2 separate regions of the Sus scrofa genome follow, and region 2 is linked to region 1. The links are chromatin contacts, called in public HiChIP or PLAC-seq maps. All regions are on one chromosome and are shown on one strand. The core of a region is the stretch at or near the end of the contact, and the rest is flanking DNA. Distances in the headings are between cores, read along the strand shown.

What was found. HiChIP or PLAC-seq counts read pairs in DNA pulled down with a chosen protein or histone mark.
Region 2: an H3K27ac HiChIP or PLAC-seq map of alveolar macrophages shows a contact between it and region 1. The contact joins the promoter of CAMK1 here to the promoter of RPUSD3 in region 1. A contact is called at or near these places in 1 of 47 Hi-C or Micro-C datasets (heart right ventricle) and 2 of 2 datasets of contacts at active chromatin or transcription factors (alveolar macrophages and skeletal muscle).

The regions. Positions count from the first base shown.
Region 1 is chr13:66,131,991-66,136,204 of Sscrofa11.1, reverse strand. RPUSD3 (RNA pseudouridylate synthase domain-containing protein 3) reads left to right here and starts at 2,431. Exons shown (of 9, transcript XM_013981960.2): 1 at 2,431-2,586; 2 at 2,882-3,021. The coding sequence starts at 2,462. LOC106505669 (a long non-coding RNA gene) reads right to left here and starts at 2,395. Exons shown (of 3, transcript XR_002337652.1): 1 at 2,236-2,395; 2 at 1,282-1,503.
Region 2 is chr13:66,053,254-66,058,050 of Sscrofa11.1, reverse strand. It overlaps CAMK1 (calcium/calmodulin dependent protein kinase I), which reads left to right and starts at 2,793. Exons shown (of 14, transcript NM_001190195.2): 1 at 2,793-2,927.

The DNA of each region.
Region 1 (4,214 bases), core at 1,182-3,681:
ACTTATTTTTGTTATTCAAAAAAAATTTATGGGGGAGTTCCCGTCGTGGCGCAGTGGTTAACGAATCCGACTAAGAACCATGAGGTTGCGGGTTCGGTCCCTGCCCTTGCTCAGTGGGTTAACGATCCGGCGTTGCCGTGAGCTGTGGTGTAGGTTGCAGACGCGGCTCGGATCCCCCGTTGCTGTGGCTCTGGCGTAGGCCGGTGGCTACAGCTCCAATTGGACCCCTAGCCTGGGAACCTCCATATGCCGAGGGAGCGGCCCAAGAAATAGCAACAATAACAACAACAACAACAAGAAGACAAAAGACAAAAATAAAATAAATAAATAAATAAATAAAAAAAAATTTATGAATCATAGAGTCTTTTCCTTTTTGGCTGCTCCGAATATGGAGTTCCTGGGGCAAGGGTCAGGTCCAAACAGCAGTTGTGATTTACACCACAGCTGGGGCAATGCCAGATCCTTTAACCCACTGTGCCAGGTGGGGGTTCGAACCTGCGTCCTGGCACTGCAGAGACACTGCTGATCCTGTTGCACCACAGCAGGAACTCCTCATACTTTTATATCTGGCTTAGATTTTTAAACTGGGGTGTATGTATCTGTGTGAAGAAAATAATATATCAATGAGGTTAAAAAAAAAAAAAGTTCCAAAGGGTAAAAATAATTATACATGTTCTCACTTCTGATTCCTTTCCAGAAGCAACCACCATCTCATTTGTGTACACCCTTTCAGAAATGCAGAAGTATGTAAATATAATAAATATATATAAATAACAGGCACATAATACACATATTCTAGTCACACTGTCCTTCACTTTGTTTTTTTGATTTTGTATAGTCTGGAGATTGATTCACATTTGCACATGTAGATCTATACAGTCTTCGGTTAATGGCTGCATGTGTATGTGCTACAACTGACTTAGCCATTCCTCTCTTGAGGGATTTTGATTTGTAGTCTTTCACTATTGCTAAAGAAGAACTGAAAGTTACAGTGCTCTTAGCAAACAAGTAATAGAAAATAACTTTTCTATTGCTATAACTACCGGATGGAACCCAATTCTTTGCCTCCCCCACCCACGCCCCATTTTTGGCTGCTCTGTGGCAAAAGGAGTTCCCGGGAGGCCAGGGATCAGATTTGAGCCGAACCCTCGGCAATGTAGGATCCTTAACCCCCTGTGCTGGGTGTGGATCCTGTTGTGCCACCTCGGGAATTCCTCTTTGGTTTATTGCATTTAATGTCTTATTTCTCTGGTTGCCCCCTCCCTCTCCTCCTCCCCATACCTTTCCCTCCTGGTGAATCTTCTATTACTTCTTTACAGCTCGTCACTCACAACTCCCGTACTTTCTTCAATTCCAATGGGCTCCTCACTCTTCTCTCTCTCTCTCTCAGCATCTCCACAGGGTTTCCGCAAGGTGGGTTGTGATGCTGTTATTTTAAAGGTGAACTTCTTGTGGGTGGGGCTGAGTCTTAAAAATCTCTTTCTGGTTCACAGATGTCAAGGCCTAGCACAAAGTTAACATTAAAAAAATGCTGAAATTCGGGAGTTGCCATGAGGATGCAGGTTCAATCCCTGGCCTCCCTCAGTAGGTTAAGGAGACATTGCCCTGAGCTGTGGTGTAGGCCAGCAGCTACAGTGCCTATTGGACCCCTAGTCTGGGATCCTCCATATGCCGCAGATGCAGCCCTAAAAAGACCAAAAAAAAAAAAAAAAATGTTGAAATTGGTGATGATAAGATTTATTTCCCTGGCAGTTCTAATCATAAGACAATTTATGTTTCCACTTTGATTATTTGTTCTGTTTTCGCTTTAATAAATAATGCTGTGGTGACCCTCTTTGAGCCTCTGGCCTTTTTTTCCTTTTGGATTATTCACTTAGCTGTGTTCTTCAAAACAAAGTTACTGGACCAATGAATGTGGGTTTTTTTTTCCAATTTGCCTTGCAAGATCGTGCACAATGGTATTTTTGTTTGTTTGGGTTTTTTGTTTGGTTTTGTTTTTTAAATCAGAAAACTCCTAAGGGAGTTCCCACCAGTGGCTCAGCAGAAATGAATCTGACTAGTATCCTGAGGAAGCAGGTTTGATCCCTGGCTGTGCTCAGTGGGTTAAGGATCCCACATTGCCGTGAGCTGTGGTGTAGGTTGCAGACACGGCTTGGATCTGGTGTTGCTGTGGCTGTGGTGTGGGAAAAAGAAGACGACTCTTAAGAATTACAAGGGTAATCAGAAAACCTTTACCTTTAGTCCTGCCTTTGTCCTAAGGCAGGACCCCTGACCTCGAGTAAAATCCTCCTCTGCTCTGTGCCACCGTTTCCCCCAAAGCACAAAAAGGAATTTCGGCATTTCCTCTGCTAGCAAAGGCAAAGCTCCCTCTTGTCGCCGCTCTGACCCTCGCTACTCCGATTGACAATCAGTCTGACCAATCAGAGCGCTGTGAGCGAGCCGGGGCAGCCCTTCCGGACACATGCGCACTATCCTCACACCGGAGATGGGTGGCTACCGTGTCTGGGGCCAGGTCTGGGGCGGCTGTCGGCAGGGTCTGGGGATCTGCGCAGTGCCCAAGGCCGCAGGCTTTGGCACCGAGGCCAGGTGATTACGCACCTCCTGTTTCATGCGGGAGGGAGGTTGGGGCAAGATGAGGGTGTGTGCGGGATCAGCAGTTAGCCCTGCTGTGTGACCCTAAGTTAGTCAATTGACCTCTCTGAGCCTCAGTTCTCCCCGGGGTAAAATGCAGCTAGTTGAACCTGAATTTTCAGGATGCCCAACTCAGGCTTTCGGAAGCATTTGTGGGAAGCCGCAGGATTTGGAGAGAGATGTTGGAAATAAGAATGGGTGGCACCTCGGGAAGTTATGATTCTCCTGTTGCTTACCTTACTTTTCCTAGGCATCAGCTGCAATCCCGAGGTTCTAGCAAACGGTTGGGCTCCTTGGGTGACAAACCTTTCCGGAGGCTGCTGCAGCCAGAGAATCTCAGTCGGGAAGAGCTGGTTGATGTACTGAGGGAGGCTGTGGTGGACCAGAAAGGTGAGGAGTGGGAGGGACGGCTGCAGACAGATTAAGAAGGGGAGCAATTCTCACCTTAGCCTTCCGGGTACCTGGCTGGGCTCCCTACTAAAGGCTTCTGGGTCAAATCCTGGTTCTGATTCCCACTAGCCACTGGAGTTAGGACCAGCCACACAATCTCTTCAGTGCCTCACTATCATGGGTACAGGGGTATGGGGTGGGGGTGGGGGGTGTAAGTAGAGAACCTTGCATACAGTAGGCACTCCACAATGGGAATTGCTGTAATGAAGTTTTTATTGATGGACAAAACACAAGCTTTGAAATCATATCTCGGCTCTGTAATCAGCTTGTTGTGTGGCTTTAGGAAAATAATTTCCCTGAGTCTCAGTCTCCTGTAATTTATTATTAATTTTCTCAACTATTTATTGAACATAGGCTATGTTCTGGGCACTGTTCTAGACATGGCTATATAGTACTGAACAAGATAAATATGGTTCATGCCCTTAGGGAGCCAACATTTCAGTGGGAGAAGTTGATGAACCAGGAAATAAATTAACAGGTACTTACTAGTCAACAGTGCTATGAATAAAATGGTGTTATAAGAGTACCAGGAAGTTCCCGTCGTGGCTCAGTGGTTAAGGACTCTGACTAGGAACCGTGAGGTTGCGAGTTCCATCCCTGGCCTTGCTCAGTGGGTTAAGGATCCGGTGTTGCCGTGAGCTGTGGTGTAGGTCCCAGACGTGGCTCGGATCTGGCCTTGCTGTGGCTGTGGCGTAGGCCGGTGGCTACAGCTCCGATTAGACCCCTAGCCTGGGAACCTCCATATGCCACAGGAGCGGCCCTAGAAAAGACCAAAAAAAAAAAAAAAAAAAAAAAAAAGAGTACCACTTGTAGCCTGGGTTAAGAACCCAACTAGTATCCATGAGGATGCTGGTTTGATCCCTGGCCTCACTCAGTGGGTTAAGGATCCTGCGTTGCCACCAGCTGTGGTGTAGGTCACAGATGCGGGCAGACTGTGGCTTAGATTCCACATTGCTGTGGCTGAGGCTGGCAGCTGCAGCTCCATTTTGACCCCTAGAGTGAACTTCCATATGCGGCAGTTGCGGCCCTAAAAAAAAAGAAAAAAAAAGGTATTATAATGATAAGGAACTACAGGAAGGGAGCCGACATTAGATTGGGGATTGAGACATTTGAGCCAGGATGAAATGAAGGAG
Region 2 (4,797 bases), core at 1,544-4,043, 79 kb after region 1:
AAATGGTCATACTACCTAAAGCAATCTACAGATTTAATGCAATCCCTATCAAATTACCCATGCCTTTTTTCACAGAACCAGAACAAATAATCCTAAAATTTATATGGAACCATAAAAGACCCAGAATTGCCAAAGTAATCTTGACGAAAAAGAACAAAGCAGGAAGCATAAAATTCTCAAACTTCAGACAATACTACAAAGCTACAGTAATCAAAAAGGCATGGTATTGGCACTTAAATAGACATATGGATCAATGGAACAGAATAGAGAACCCAGAAATAAACTCACACACTTGTGGTCAATTAATCTTTGACAAAGGAGGCAATAATTTACAATGGAAAAATATAGTCTCTTCAACAAGTGGTGTTGGAAGAGTGGGATAGTCACATGTAGACAATGAAGTTAGAACACATCCTCACACCATATGTAATAATAAACGCAAAATGGCTTAAAGACTTAAACATAAGGCATGACACCATAAAACATCTAGAAGAGAACCTAGGTAAAACATTCTCTGACATAAATTATACCAGCATTTTCTCAGGTCAGTCTCCCAAAGCAATACAAATAAAAAAAAAAAATGAACAAATGGAACCTAATCAAAGTTACACGTTTCTGCACAGCAAAGGAAACCATAAAGAAAATGAAAAGAGAACCTACAATCTAGGAGAAAATATTTGCACGTGATGAAACCAATGAGGGCTTAATTTCCAAAATATACAAACAGCTCATACAACTCAACAAGAAAAAAACAACCCAATCAATACACATTCAAAAAAAGTCTGGAAGACTACATACCAAAACATACTAACATTGTTTGTTTGTTTGTTTGTTTTTCCTGACTGAAGGGAGGAGGTCTGACATGGATTTGTTAGTTGTGCCTGCTCAGCACTGCTACTTCCTTTGGACATGACAGCCATTCTCATTCCGTGTGACTGCGAGTGTGACTACCTATGACAGTACACTTACCCAGAATAGTACCTCATCCTCCCGGCAAAAATTTTGGGGGTAATGGGGTAGGCATGTCACTCCAGCAAACCCCATCAGAGTCCTTCCCTGTGACTGATATAAGAAAGTGGGTGTAGCTCCTCTTTCGTTGGGTTCATTTGGAAAGCTGGAGCTGCTTCACACCATGCTTCCTGACAGATAAAGGAGATGACTCTGCAGAGGAACGGAAGCCAAAGTAGACATGGAGACAAGGAGAGATGAGAGAAAGCAAATCCTACAGCTACTTTGTCTCCAATTCCAGTCTCAGATTCTGACCCATGGCGTTCTTCCATCCATCTTGCCTCAGCTATTATGAGCCATTGGTTCCTCTTTGGTGAAGCTGGTTTAGTTTCGGATTCTATTACCTGACATGTGAAAGAATCCAACCAAAGGCAAGGAGATCTGAGGGAGGGGAATTGCTCCTTAGTCCCCTGACCCCAGAAAAAACAGGTTCCTTCTCTGAACCTCAGTTTACCCTAAAGTAAGTCTAGCTGTCATATTTTGAACCCCGGTGGTACTCCAGGCACGTCACATCCATTATCCCACAGAATTCTCAGGAAAATTCTGAGTCAGTCATCAATATTCCATATTCCAAATGAAGAAATTGAGGCTAAGAGAGGTAAAGTGTGACTCAGAAAAGTTAGTCTCTAAAGCCTTTCTAGGAACCTCTTCCTCTCTCATTGTAGAATGGGCACAATAACCTGACCACCTTCGGACACAGTCCTGAGGTTAAGACAGGGAAAAGCCAATTGAAAATGAGATTGAGCTAAGCATTGTCCTCTCCCTATCTGCAGCTGTAAAATGCAGGAATTCAAGATTGAGGAGCGGCCATGAGGTGGAGTGGGGGGTCCCCAGAAACGTGCCTCCTCCGGCTGGCTCCAGTCCAGCCCCACCCCTTCTTTCTGGGAGTTGCTCCCTCAGTCCCTTCTCCCCAAGGAAGGCCTTGCTCAAGAGGACACAGACCAGGTCTTTTGGCCCCTTGCCCGCCGCCCCAGAGCGGTTTTGGGCTTCCTCTCCCAACCTGGCCCTGAGCCAAAGGCCGCTGGCGCCAGCCCAGTCACGTGGTCCTCTTTGGCCCGCTTCCACGAGGATCCAGATTTAACTCTCCCCCCTCCCCCTTCCCTCCCCGCCCCAGTCCCTCTGGGCACCACACCCGATCTGGCCCGCAGGTGTAGGGAATTAGAGCATCAGCTCTGCAGGTGTGGAGAATTAGAGCCTTAGCTCTGCCTCAGAGAGGGACCTCAGTTTTCCCGCAAGTCAAATGGGATCCCCACCCTAAGACTGTCTCAATTCTCTTCATCACCTACCCTTGCCTTGTCCTTTCCGAACGGCCCCAGGCCTCCACTCCTCTCAGTCTCTAGAGCTCTTCCCTGGGCCTAATTCCCAGGGGCGGACAGGGGCAGGGAGAGTAGGACAGCGCCCAACCCTAAGGGAGCTCCCAGAACTGGTCTGAAAGAAACTCCTAGAGATAGGGCGAAAATGGCCAGCTTCCGGCATCAGACAGACTTGTGTTCGAATTCGACTCTGCTTCTGACCAACTGACTTTGAGCGCTTCATCTCTCTGTGCCTCAGTTGTTCCTACTGTGAAACGGGGACCCAGCCTGATGACGAAGGATGAAAAGAACCCAGCGGAGGATCTGACCTGCACGAAGGGCGGCCGCTGTTAACTCCTGACCTCTCGCCCCTTTCCCAGCCCGGGAGCGGAGCCTCACCTCCCAGTCCCCAGTCCCTCCGTCGCAGGCTCCTCCTCCACTGACATCAGAGCCGCAGGCGGGCGGAGGGAGCCAGCCGAGTCCGAACCAAGCCCCAGCGAGAGAGCCGGCGGCGGGGCCAGGCGCGCAGCAGCGGCGGGCGGCGGACGGCGGCCAGCGGCCAGCGGCCAGAGCCCAGCACCAGGCACCTCCGGCCTCCCAGCCAGCCCCGCGGCGGGGCAGCCGCAGGTACAAGCCCAAAGCCGCGCCGCCCGACCCTGGGCGCAGCCGCTGGATACCCTCCCCCAAGGATGGAAAGGGGAGCCCGGGCGTGCCGGACTCTAGATGGGCAGGGCCGGGCCTCACTCCCCAACCTCTGCCCCAGGCCCAGCAGGTGCCGGTGGGAAACTGAGTGGGTAAAAGAGGAAGGTGGGGAAGGGATGTGTGTGCGTGCGTGTCTGCCTTCAGCTGGGCCTGAATGTGGAAGGACTGGGCATTTGGAGGTATGGATGTGTTGGGATATGAGAGTGACTTAGCTTTGGCAAGGGGCTTCAGATATGAAGTTGCAGCATGTTGGTGTATAAGGGTATCCGTGCGGATGTCTGGGAGTCAGTGCTTTTGTTGCAGATATATGTCCAGGTGTTGTGGTGTGCTGGTATCCAGCTCAAAAGGGCAGTAAGTCAGAGTTGGGGACGTATACAGTTGTGTGCTGACCATGTTTGGAGTTAGGAGTATAAGGATTTGCAGTTGAAGAGCTTCTAGGATAAAGGTATGAATGAATCTGGGATGTCTGGTATACAGGTGAGTGTGTGTGTCTGCCTGTCTGGGTGTCATCAAGGTGTGTATGGATGTGTGTTTTGGGGTATGAGAGGGATGTTTGGGTGTGAGGATGTCTGGGGGAGTGTGTGTTTGGATGTGTGTGCTGACGTCCGGGTGTACATGTGTGATCAAGTGTCAGAGTAACTGGGGATGGCGTGTGCTGGAGGCAGGTGTTTGGGTTCAGGGGTGTGGGTGGCTTTTGATGTGAAACTGTGAGGTTCATATCTGCCAGGCTTCCAGGTGGGTTTAAAATTCTGCCTCTACAGCTTACCACCAAGTCTCCTTTCCTAGAAGTTTCTGCCCCTTGGGATTGGTGGCCAGGCCCCCTTGGGAACATGTCCCATCCAAAGAGTGGAATCCCACACTAGGAGCTCTAATCAGGGCACCTTCCCCTCATTTTTTCCCATGGAGGAAAAAGAGAAGGAAAGGGCCCTCCCTGAGGACACACAGTACACTGAGCTCTGTTTTGGCTTCACTCTCTGTGGACCTGGGATGGGATTGAGAGGCTGTGTTCTCTGGATGGGTCCTAGTCTGGCTGCAGTGCCTTCCTAGGTCTTTGCCTCCAGCAGTCTTTGCTGGGGCCCAGCTAGGGGTCATTGAGCAACTCTGGATCCAAACCCTATCCATCACCAACCTTCGTCTCCCCATTCTTCATCTGATAAATGGGGAGAGCTCACCCTCTACTACTGGTTAGAGTCTCCGTGGTGGTGAGGTCTCAGTGGTGAAAAGTATAGGCTGGATCAGGATGAGATGAAGCCAGGAAGGGACAGGTTGGGTGGGACAATTTCTCAGGTTGCTGGGATCCAGATGGGGAGTCAGAAGGGAGAGGGGGTAATAAGAGGCCTGGGGAGCTCCAGCTGTGGCTGCTGTTGCTGTGGTAACAGTGTGGAAGGAGCTATTTAAAAAACGTGGCAGAGATATTGCTGGAAGCCCAGGCTGCCGGAAACCTGATTTCCAAGAGGCCTGGCAGGGAGAAGGGGGAGGGAGAGGAGACACCCCAGCAATTCTGAGGGTGGGGCTGGGACATCACTGGTTCTGGGACAAGGGGATCCTCCAGGGCAGTGCGTTTCTACAAGCTGCTCTGGGGTCTTCTCTGCACTTCTCCCAGAGATCAGTGTGCCCCTAAGCGTTTGGATTTAGAGAGGGAGAAACTGGGAGGTGAGCTGAATTAATGAATGAATGAGTGACTTTGTTGAATAAAGAATTTTGCTGCCACCCTGAGGGATTTTCCTCTAAGCATAGGGCGTGCTGCATAGGTGTTGAAAGAACAAATGGCTGTGAATGAATGTTTGCTGAATGA